Regions from separate parts of the Zea mays genome. Here all the other regions are linked to region 1. Evidence: chromatin contacts called from public Hi-C data. All regions are on one chromosome and are shown on one strand. The core of a region is the stretch at or near the end of the contact, and the rest is flanking DNA. Distances in the headings are between cores, read along the strand shown. Region 1 holds the start of LOC100275342 (mediator of RNA polymerase II transcription subunit 33A). Region 2 holds the start of LOC100283780. Region 3 holds the start of LOC100282693.

Evidence for each region. A called contact is a pair of places that touch in the nucleus more often than the background predicts.
Region 2: a contact with region 1 is called in a Hi-C map of leaf, with 1.9 times the contacts expected there. The contact joins the promoter of LOC100283780 here to the promoter of LOC100275342 in region 1. A contact is called at or near these places in 5 of 25 Hi-C or Micro-C datasets (ear, leaf, leaf mesophyll and 1 more).
Region 3: a Hi-C map of ear shows a contact between it and region 1, with 2.6 times the contacts expected there. The contact joins the promoter of LOC100282693 here to the promoter of LOC100275342 in region 1. A contact is called at or near these places in 9 of 25 Hi-C or Micro-C datasets (bundle sheath, ear, endosperm and 4 more).

Annotation. Positions count from the first base shown.
Region 1 is chr6:146,616,277-146,619,086 of Zm-B73-REFERENCE-NAM-5.0, forward strand. It overlaps LOC100275342 (mediator of RNA polymerase II transcription subunit 33A), which reads left to right and starts at 1,464. Exons shown (of 12, transcript XM_034059373.2): 1 at 1,464-1,840; 2 at 1,954-2,064. The coding sequence starts at 1,497.
Region 2 is chr6:146,421,404-146,424,213 of Zm-B73-REFERENCE-NAM-5.0, forward strand. LOC100283780 reads left to right here and starts at 1,423. Exons shown (of 8, transcript NM_001156679.1): 1 at 1,423-2,074. The coding sequence starts at 1,504.
Region 3 is chr6:146,487,875-146,490,684 of Zm-B73-REFERENCE-NAM-5.0, forward strand. It overlaps LOC100282693, which reads right to left and starts at 1,396. Exons shown (of 6, transcript NM_001364327.1): 1 at 1,327-1,396; 2 at 903-1,116; 3 at 492-672; 4 at 58-199. The coding sequence starts at 1,104.

The DNA.
Region 1 (2,810 bases), core at 214-2,713:
CGCGTGAAACGCGGGAAGAGGCTGAAACGGGAGCGTCTTTTAACTAAAGGTAATGTATATGTCATACCTTTAAATATCTTATACTATATATTTTAGTTTTGTTCAATCTTATTTAAAGTACTCCCTTAGTTCACAAATATACGACGATGTTGACTTTTTCAAAAGTTTAATCACTTGTTTTATTCAAAAAAATTATTTAAAATAAAAAATTAAAGTCACACTCAAATGATCTTGAGTGATAAAATAAATCACAACAAAATAAATAATAACTCACAGTTTTTTTAATAAGACGAGTATTTAAAGTTTTTGAAAAAAAATGAACGATAAAATGATAAAAGAAGAAAAGATAAAATCTTTATATATAAAGAATGAAGGAGAGTTCTTTAAATTTACAGAACGTTTGACACCACTGTAAAATAGAAGAATATTCAATAAATATAAGATACATCATATATGACGGTTTACTAGAACTGTTGGAGTCAATGGTCACACGGAAGCGAACATGATCTGACAAGACTAGAACGACGTTGGGGAAGCAAAAGTTGAATGTTATTGCAATTGCAAGCACGTCGTCGGAGCTCCGCGGTCAACCAAGATCTGACAAGACTAGCACGTAGTTTGGTTTTTTAAGGGCATGTATAGTGGTATTTAATGTGGAGGCTCTTGAGGTGTTTAAGGAGGTTATTTGCAAAAAAAAACTTAGAGCCGTCTCTCCGTGAAGAGACGTCTCTGGCTCGTAAACCAAGTAGCAACAGACGTCTCACTTCTCACTGTACGAATCTGTCGTCTGTTCTATCGATTTGATGCTGTATAAATATATTTAATTTTGTATTTATTAATAGACTACGTTTATAGACACTCCATTGTACAATAGAGTCTCTTAGTTGTCTCCTATGCTTGGAGAACTGTTTTGGTGTCTCTCCACTGTATATGCCCTAATTCGTACTTGTTTAAAGAGTCAAATTTCATATAATTATTGGAGCTGCTCTAAGATGCTAAAGACAGTCTAGAAATGACTAGATGAAAGAAAAGATGAGTAAACTAATGTAGACATCATAAAAATAAACTAAGCTCCAACAACTTCATGTATTTTTAGAAAATAAAATATATTATTATAAAAAGGTTGATGATAATAAAGAAAATAAGAATATAACACTAATTCAGAGTGTATTAAATATTTAGGTCACTGCATGGTCTATCTATTTTTTTTATAAAAGTTTATAAAATAAGACACTATCAGTTGAGTTAAACACTATATTTTAAGATAGAGAACTGATTTAAGATATTTTTAGAGATGTTTGAAACATTAATAAAATTATGTATTAAAATGTATTTCTTAAATAATCATTAAAAATTATTATTTTGTTCAAGTCAAAGCACGCGATAGTTTTTCGTCAGGATCGTTTGCTGGTCAAAGCTTTTCGCTTCAAAGAAACACATCACAATTTCGAGGGGTTTAAATACAGTCGACCAGCAGCAGCCTCTCCTGTCCTTCGATGCCAACCCAAATACCCCGCGCAATCAGCACAACAGAGGTCCCCAAAACCAGCTCCCACGCGGGCGGGCCGATGGCTGCCGTCGCGGAGCTGGAGCGGCGGGTGATGGCGGCGGTGAAGGCCTCCGCTGAGCGCGGGGACCCGCCGCTCCTCCAGGCCGCCGAGGCCGCGCGCTGCATCCGCGAGGCCCCCGCCTTCACTCCGGGCGGCCTCGCGCTCTCGCAGGCGTTGGTGGCGAACCTGTGCTTCGCGCACAACACAGCCGCCATGTGGAAGCTGCTGGACCAGGCCATGTTGTCCCGCCTGGTGGACCCTCTCCACACGCTCGCCCTCCTTACCCCGAGGTGCTTGAGCGATTCGACCTTCCCTTCTCCTTTGCGCGTTGTCTCCTTGATCAATTGGGTTTCGGCCCTGTTTTGCTTTCAGATGCTAAGTTGCCTATACTGTTGCTATGCAGGGTGGTGCCGAACCGGCGGGAGCAGCCGGAGGCGTACATGCTCTACCTCGAGCTTCTCGGTCGGTACGCGGTGGCTCCTGTTTACCCGGAGCGCATGGAGAATAAGGATATGTAAGGACCTTACTCGGTTACTCCACACTGGCGTCCTTCACTTTTGGTTTGGTGTACTCTATTCATGATGCAACTTGCACACTTGAGAATTGACAAATTGCTTATTGGATATCCCGGTTTAAATCTGCGCTGTATTTGACTATTTGCTGATGCTTTTGGGTGCGTGGGCCCAGCTTGATCCGGCTGCTGGGAGGTTGCCTGGTCATTTCGATTAGATGTATCTGCGCAGGTGGAAACTAGGTAGGGTGGAAACGACTGCAAAATTCTTGGTCTTGGTCTTAGAAAGAAAAGGTGCACCATTTCTAACCTTGTGCTGTGGGCCAAAGACTCAAAGGCTTCACAAGTGTCATTTAAGCTCCTTTCACATTGGGTGGCTTTTCAAAAGCAACCCCTACTTTTTTGGTATAAGCCACTGAATAAATATTTAAAACATACGGTTCAATTGACCAAACTATCTTCAACTATAAATTGTTCCATCAATCTGCAGCTTTCTGATAATGGATTTTTAATCTTTAAAGTTCTCATACTGTGGTCAATCACCTGTAGGCATGCGAAATTTACTGTTAGTTATTTGTTAAAATAATATTTTCTATTTGAGTCATAGCCAAAAACCTTACTTCATAAGTGCATATCATATAACACAGCATAGTTTGTCAGGAAATTGCAAACTATTCCTGTGTGTACCAACATCGTCAAAGTGTCTTATTGAAATGTGTGCAAACACCAAGGGTTTGAGATGCCACATA
Region 2 (2,810 bases), core at 173-2,672, 190 kb before region 1:
ATTTGGATTGTGATCATCTTGTGTAAGGTGTGAGAGACTCCAATTTATGGAGATTCCTCACAAACGAGTTTGATATACGAAGAAAACTGTGACACTCAAGTTTGATCTTTGGATCACTTGAGAGGGGTTGAGTCCAACCCTTGACTAAAGGAGGTCACCACAACGTAGAGTAGGCTTTGGTCGAACCACAGAAAAAAATCGATGTCGCTCTTGTCCATTTACTTTTCTACGATTTCTATCTTCCTTTGAGTATAAACTTTCATTTATTTATTGCTCCTAGTTTAATACACATCTCAAGTGAGCAATCAAGTGAAGAGTCTTCCTTCCTCTCATCTTCTCATCCAAACTTGGTTTTGATTTACTCTAACTCATATTTTAGACCAAGTTTGTGTTGTTTTGAGCAATATTTGCATGATCATCTATTCACCCCCTCTAGGTGCTCTCACCCATTCCTTGAGAATCTGAAATGTATGTATACTAACAATTAATTGTTTTGTAAACGCCATTTCAGAAACTGAAGAAATGGATAGAATACAGAAACCTAGTATGAGTGTTTTCAGAAACTGAAGCAGATATGGACAAAACCCTATTCCAGAAGCTGAAGAAATGGACAACACTAAGGGCACGTACATAAGAACACAAGAACGGGGCGATGGGGACTAGGAGCTCTAGGGACGCACCTGCATCCCCGTCATCCATGAATCCCCATCGACGCCATTGTCGTGGTGCTCAACAACATCAAGAACACGCGAGGATGAGAGAGGGGAAGAGAGAGCATCACCTTACCTGTGGGAAGGCAGCGGGGAGCGTCGTCGTCGGGGCTGCGCGCCGCTGCCGCTTCACGCGACCACTTCTTCACCTGCGCAACGCCTTGCCCTGCTTAGCCCGTCTCGCGTCGGGTGTCATGTCGGGGATGCAATCCGGAGGGGATGAGACAGGGATTGGTACCGGATCATGGAGTGAGCGAAAAATCTAAACAGAGTCAGTTTTGATTTTAGTTTGGGCCAAAATGAACAACTTCAATGGGTCACATAAACACCAAACTCTAAACCGGCCTAATTTATTCTGCAGTGAATGAGCTGATCCAGGTGAAACGAACAGGGCCTTAAGAAAGTCGACTCAGCCCTATCATAGGCTTTTCATGTCTAGCTTGATGGCTGCAAACCCCTGTTTCCCTGTTAGAAGAAGACTATTGTTGGAGATTGAGAAAGAGAATTTTCCTTTCGTTGAGTGTGTCTATCTAGGTGGAGATGATTTTCTCTAATTTAAAAACTCCAGATGAACCTGCGTGGAATATTACTCGTGCGGATGAACCCAACCAACTTGGCCGGAGGGTGAATGGTGATACGGTGAAGGCAGACGCCGAACCAAACCAAAAGGCGAAGGCGAAGAAGACCAACCAAAGCAAAGCCAACGGGATCTCCCTCTCATTCCAGAGGACTCCGCGTCGTCAGGCCCGCTTCGCGTGCGACGCCGGCATATAGGGTTTCGCCGGCGCCGGCGATGGACCCACCCCCCGTGAGCCCCGATCGCTGGGGGCCCAGTCAGGGCGCTGGCGTCGGGCCCTCCGGCCTCCGCCGATATGGCCTCAATTTCTCCGCCTCCAGCCTCCTCCAGGCCCCCATCGCGGCCCTCCTTGAGTACTCCGGCGTAGTCCAGTCCGGCCCTGCCCTGGCGGCGCACCACCCGTCCGCGGGGCCCTCGTCGCCGTTGTCGGCGTCGGAGGTCGATGGTCTTCTCTCCGCTGCCGCCGCTGGGGACGGGGAGGTTTCGATCCGGATTCAGGGCGGCCCAGGCGACACGGAGGCCACGGGCGGGCCGGATGCGGGGACCTCGTCCGAGGATTTGATCGAGGCGACCGCCGGCTCTGAGGTTGACCAGGCCTCCGCTGCGGGCAGGGGTGCAGGCGCTACGGATGCGGAGGCAAACGGTGGCGGGGCCGGCACGTCGGGGAACGGGGGCGGGGACCGCGCGTACCAGCGCTACGACGTGCACCACGTTGCGCGGTGGTTCGAACAGATATTGCCGTTCTCGCTGCTTCTACTCGTCGTCTTCATACGGCAGCATCTTCAAGGTTTGCTTCATATCTCTCTTTCTAAATGCGCGTTCAGATATTGCCGTTCTTGCTGCTTCTACTCGTTGCCTTCATACGGCAGCATTCCAAGGTTTGCTTCATATCTCTCGTTCTAAATGTGCGTATGCTACTACTGGAACGTTGTGCACTTGTGCGGACCTAACTGTGGCAACTCAAGTTGTCAACAAGTGGTAAGGCTGTTGTTAAACAAACGGGGAATTTGGTCTTGAATCCACAAGAACTTCATTTGCCATTTGCTTATGTTTAAGTTTTTCATTAGGCTATACTACCTTTCGCTATGGACTCTAAAGCTGTAGTTGATGAAATTTAACTGATTAGTCCACTTCTATTAATGTTTGAAATTAGCCTGTTCTATCCTGTTGCCCTACTATGGTAGGGTGTATACTTTATTTTGTATGTTGTGGTTGAATAATCCATGGCTGTGAGTTTTACTTATGTTATTTTCAGCTGCATTGGTTGGGCACCTAATGCTGTTATACTTTATGTTTGTTGTGCTGATCTTTGACCTTATTCGGTTAATGAATCCACTGCAGAAAAGCATTGTAGTTTGATTTGGAATATTAGCTATGCTAGTGTAGCAATTGGACTTACTGAAATCAAGCTCTTGTATAGTTAGGAGTTGTTGATTCTCCTTATCTGACCGAGCTTCTCTACATCTATGAAGTGATGGCTTGAAGGAGCACATCTACATTTAGCATAATAGGCATTCCTTGTA
Region 3 (2,810 bases), core at 146-2,645, 130 kb before region 1:
CTCAGCATATCTTAATTATATCGGAACAAAAGATGTGGTAGAAGTCAGGTTAATTACCATCAGATATGTTTTCAAATCTTTTCCAGAAGCAACATTGCGCAATGTATAGAAAGCCTCGTTGATTTCTTTCCTTGCAACATGAGCTACCTTCATGCACTGGACTTCAGATAGAATGACCTCTGGGAACTTTGGAGGTGACCTGAAAAAACCTGGAGACATCATATCATCTCCAACATAACATATGTTCTCTATAGGTAAACAATTATTAGGCAATTCTTTGCATTTGGGATAACAAAGAATCTTGCTCAAATTAAGATTTAAAATACTCACATCTGGCAATATTAGGGACTCTTCAACGAATAAAAAAGCAAGAAAAAAGAGGCCTAAAAAGAACTATATTTTGGAATGGAGAGGGAGTAGATTTTTTTTCCAAAATAAGATCAAGGATCGAATTAAATGGCTACGAACTCTAGGAGGAACATAAGGATGACCTGTTGACAAAGGACGCAGCATTGGACCAGATGAACCAGATAGTGAGAAACACAATTAGTGCGTGGCAGAGGAAGGTAAGGAGGTGGTAGCCGATGCCCTCGAACAGTAACCAGATCACGGTCACCCCTACCAATATGCTCCCAGATGCCTGTTTGTTCCTCCACAGCACAAGGTCGGCGGCTGAATCAAAAGGAAAATTAGATGCCATTGTCATCAGTGGATGTTGCACACCGTATAGATTGTCAAAAGTTTAAAGAACAAAAAAAAAGCTCACAAATTACACAAACAATATATGGTTTATTGTGTAAATCCATGTTTCAGAAATCAAACGTTCCCTTTTTTTCCTGTAAAGAAGACAGATGAGAACAAAAAGTCACAAATTTCTCCCATCTTAACCTATTTGTACATACCTTTGCCTCCTCCGAGGACATGATGCAATGGGTGTTTTCTTCCAAAAAGCTTCTTCTTCTTAGACTTCTTGGGCTTCTTGTCATCATCTGAGTCCGAAGAGGAGGACGACGACGACGAGTGCTTGTACTCATGGATCTTCTCGTTGATCTTGTCGTTGATCTTGTCTAGGAGCGAGCCATGCTCTTCACTCTCGGACATCATTTCCTACCCTGACTTCGCTCACAAAACACGAAAACTCAGTCAAAAATCTCCCATCTACCTAATGTCACAATTGCGACCATGTTTGAGACATAAAAACACCATGATCTTAAGACTGTGACACCCCGCAGAAGTAGTGAAATCTTAGGAAAGAAGACAAAGGCAAAGATAATAGAAGGACGAATGAATAACCTATTTTCTACGATCAAGATCAAGACCACTTACAACAGAAAAGTAGATTTATTTAATGACCCTCCTGCCGCTCTCCTTCCCCCTCTGCCTGCAGTTTATTTTTGGTTTCAGTTTCGGGTCTTCATGCCTTCACTCCATCGTTGTGTTGGAAACCGAAATTGAAGGAGGTTGCGTCGTAGATATAATGGTGGGGAGTTAAAGACGGGGACAGTCACAAATAGCAACCGATCCCTCCGCTAATGTCAGACATGCAATGCAAGAGCTATCTCCTCTCCTGCCCATTCATTATAGCAATATATTATACTCCATTTATCCTAAAATAAAATTTGTTTTAAAAATTTATTAGATTCCTACCATACTTATTGTATATGTTTTATATTTATGTCTAAATTTATTTGAATATAGATAAAAAATTAAGAGCTAAAACAACTACTATTTTGAAACCGAGTGAGTATTATTTGTCATGCTCTAATATACGACTGATCACAACTCCTGACTCCTGTCGTGCTAATTTTGGTTGGCTTAAACTAACTTCCATCAATTCTCGGCTGACGACATCCGTACAGAAATTATTAACTTTTATGGGTCAATCGACGGATGTTAGCTAATTTTTGTTGGCTATAAACAATCGACAAAAATTACCTCCGATCGCACTAATTTCCATCAATCAGAAAAAACTAACGGGGCGTTTGGATCCATTCATTTTATAGAAATTTGACATTCCACCACTTTCCAAAGTTCAGATATAAGTCTATCTTAAATTTATGGGGTGGAGGATGAGAAATCATTTTATGCATTAGTAGAATTTGTTTCTACTTTATAACTTATGTGACACTCTTCGTCTCACTCCTCTATAGTAAAAATAAAGCACATAAATATCTCCGCATAAAATTGAATTAGCTTAATTGATATATGTCTAAATTACTATTATTAGTATGGAATTCAATTCCAATGATCCAAACGGGGCATAAAGGAACTTTGCTAACTTCTGTCTGTTGAATGCTCTGCCGATGAAAGTTATTTTAGATGGTTAACTTTCGACAGCCACATACTTGGCCAACGGAAATAAATGATTTTAGCTACTACCAATAAATGTTTTTAATTTATTTTCTCACAAAAATCACATAAAATTCATTCATTCATAGTGAGAGCACCTAGAGGGGGGTGAATAGGTGATCCTGTAAAACTTAAAACTTAAGCCACAAAACTTGGTTAAGTGTTAGCACAATAATCACCAAGTGGCTAGAGAGAAGATCTTGCACAATACGATAACCACAAAGAGTTCAACACAGAGATGACACAGTGGTTTATCCCGTGGTTCGGCCAAGACCAACGCTTGCCTACTCCACGTTGTGGCGTCCCAACGGACGAGAGTTGCACTCAACTCCTCTCAAGTGATCCAATGATCAACTTGAATACCACAGTGTTTTGCTTTTCTTTTCTTATCCCGTTCGCGAGGAATCTCCACAACTTGGAGCCTCTCGCCCCTACACTTTTGATTTTCACAAAGAATCACG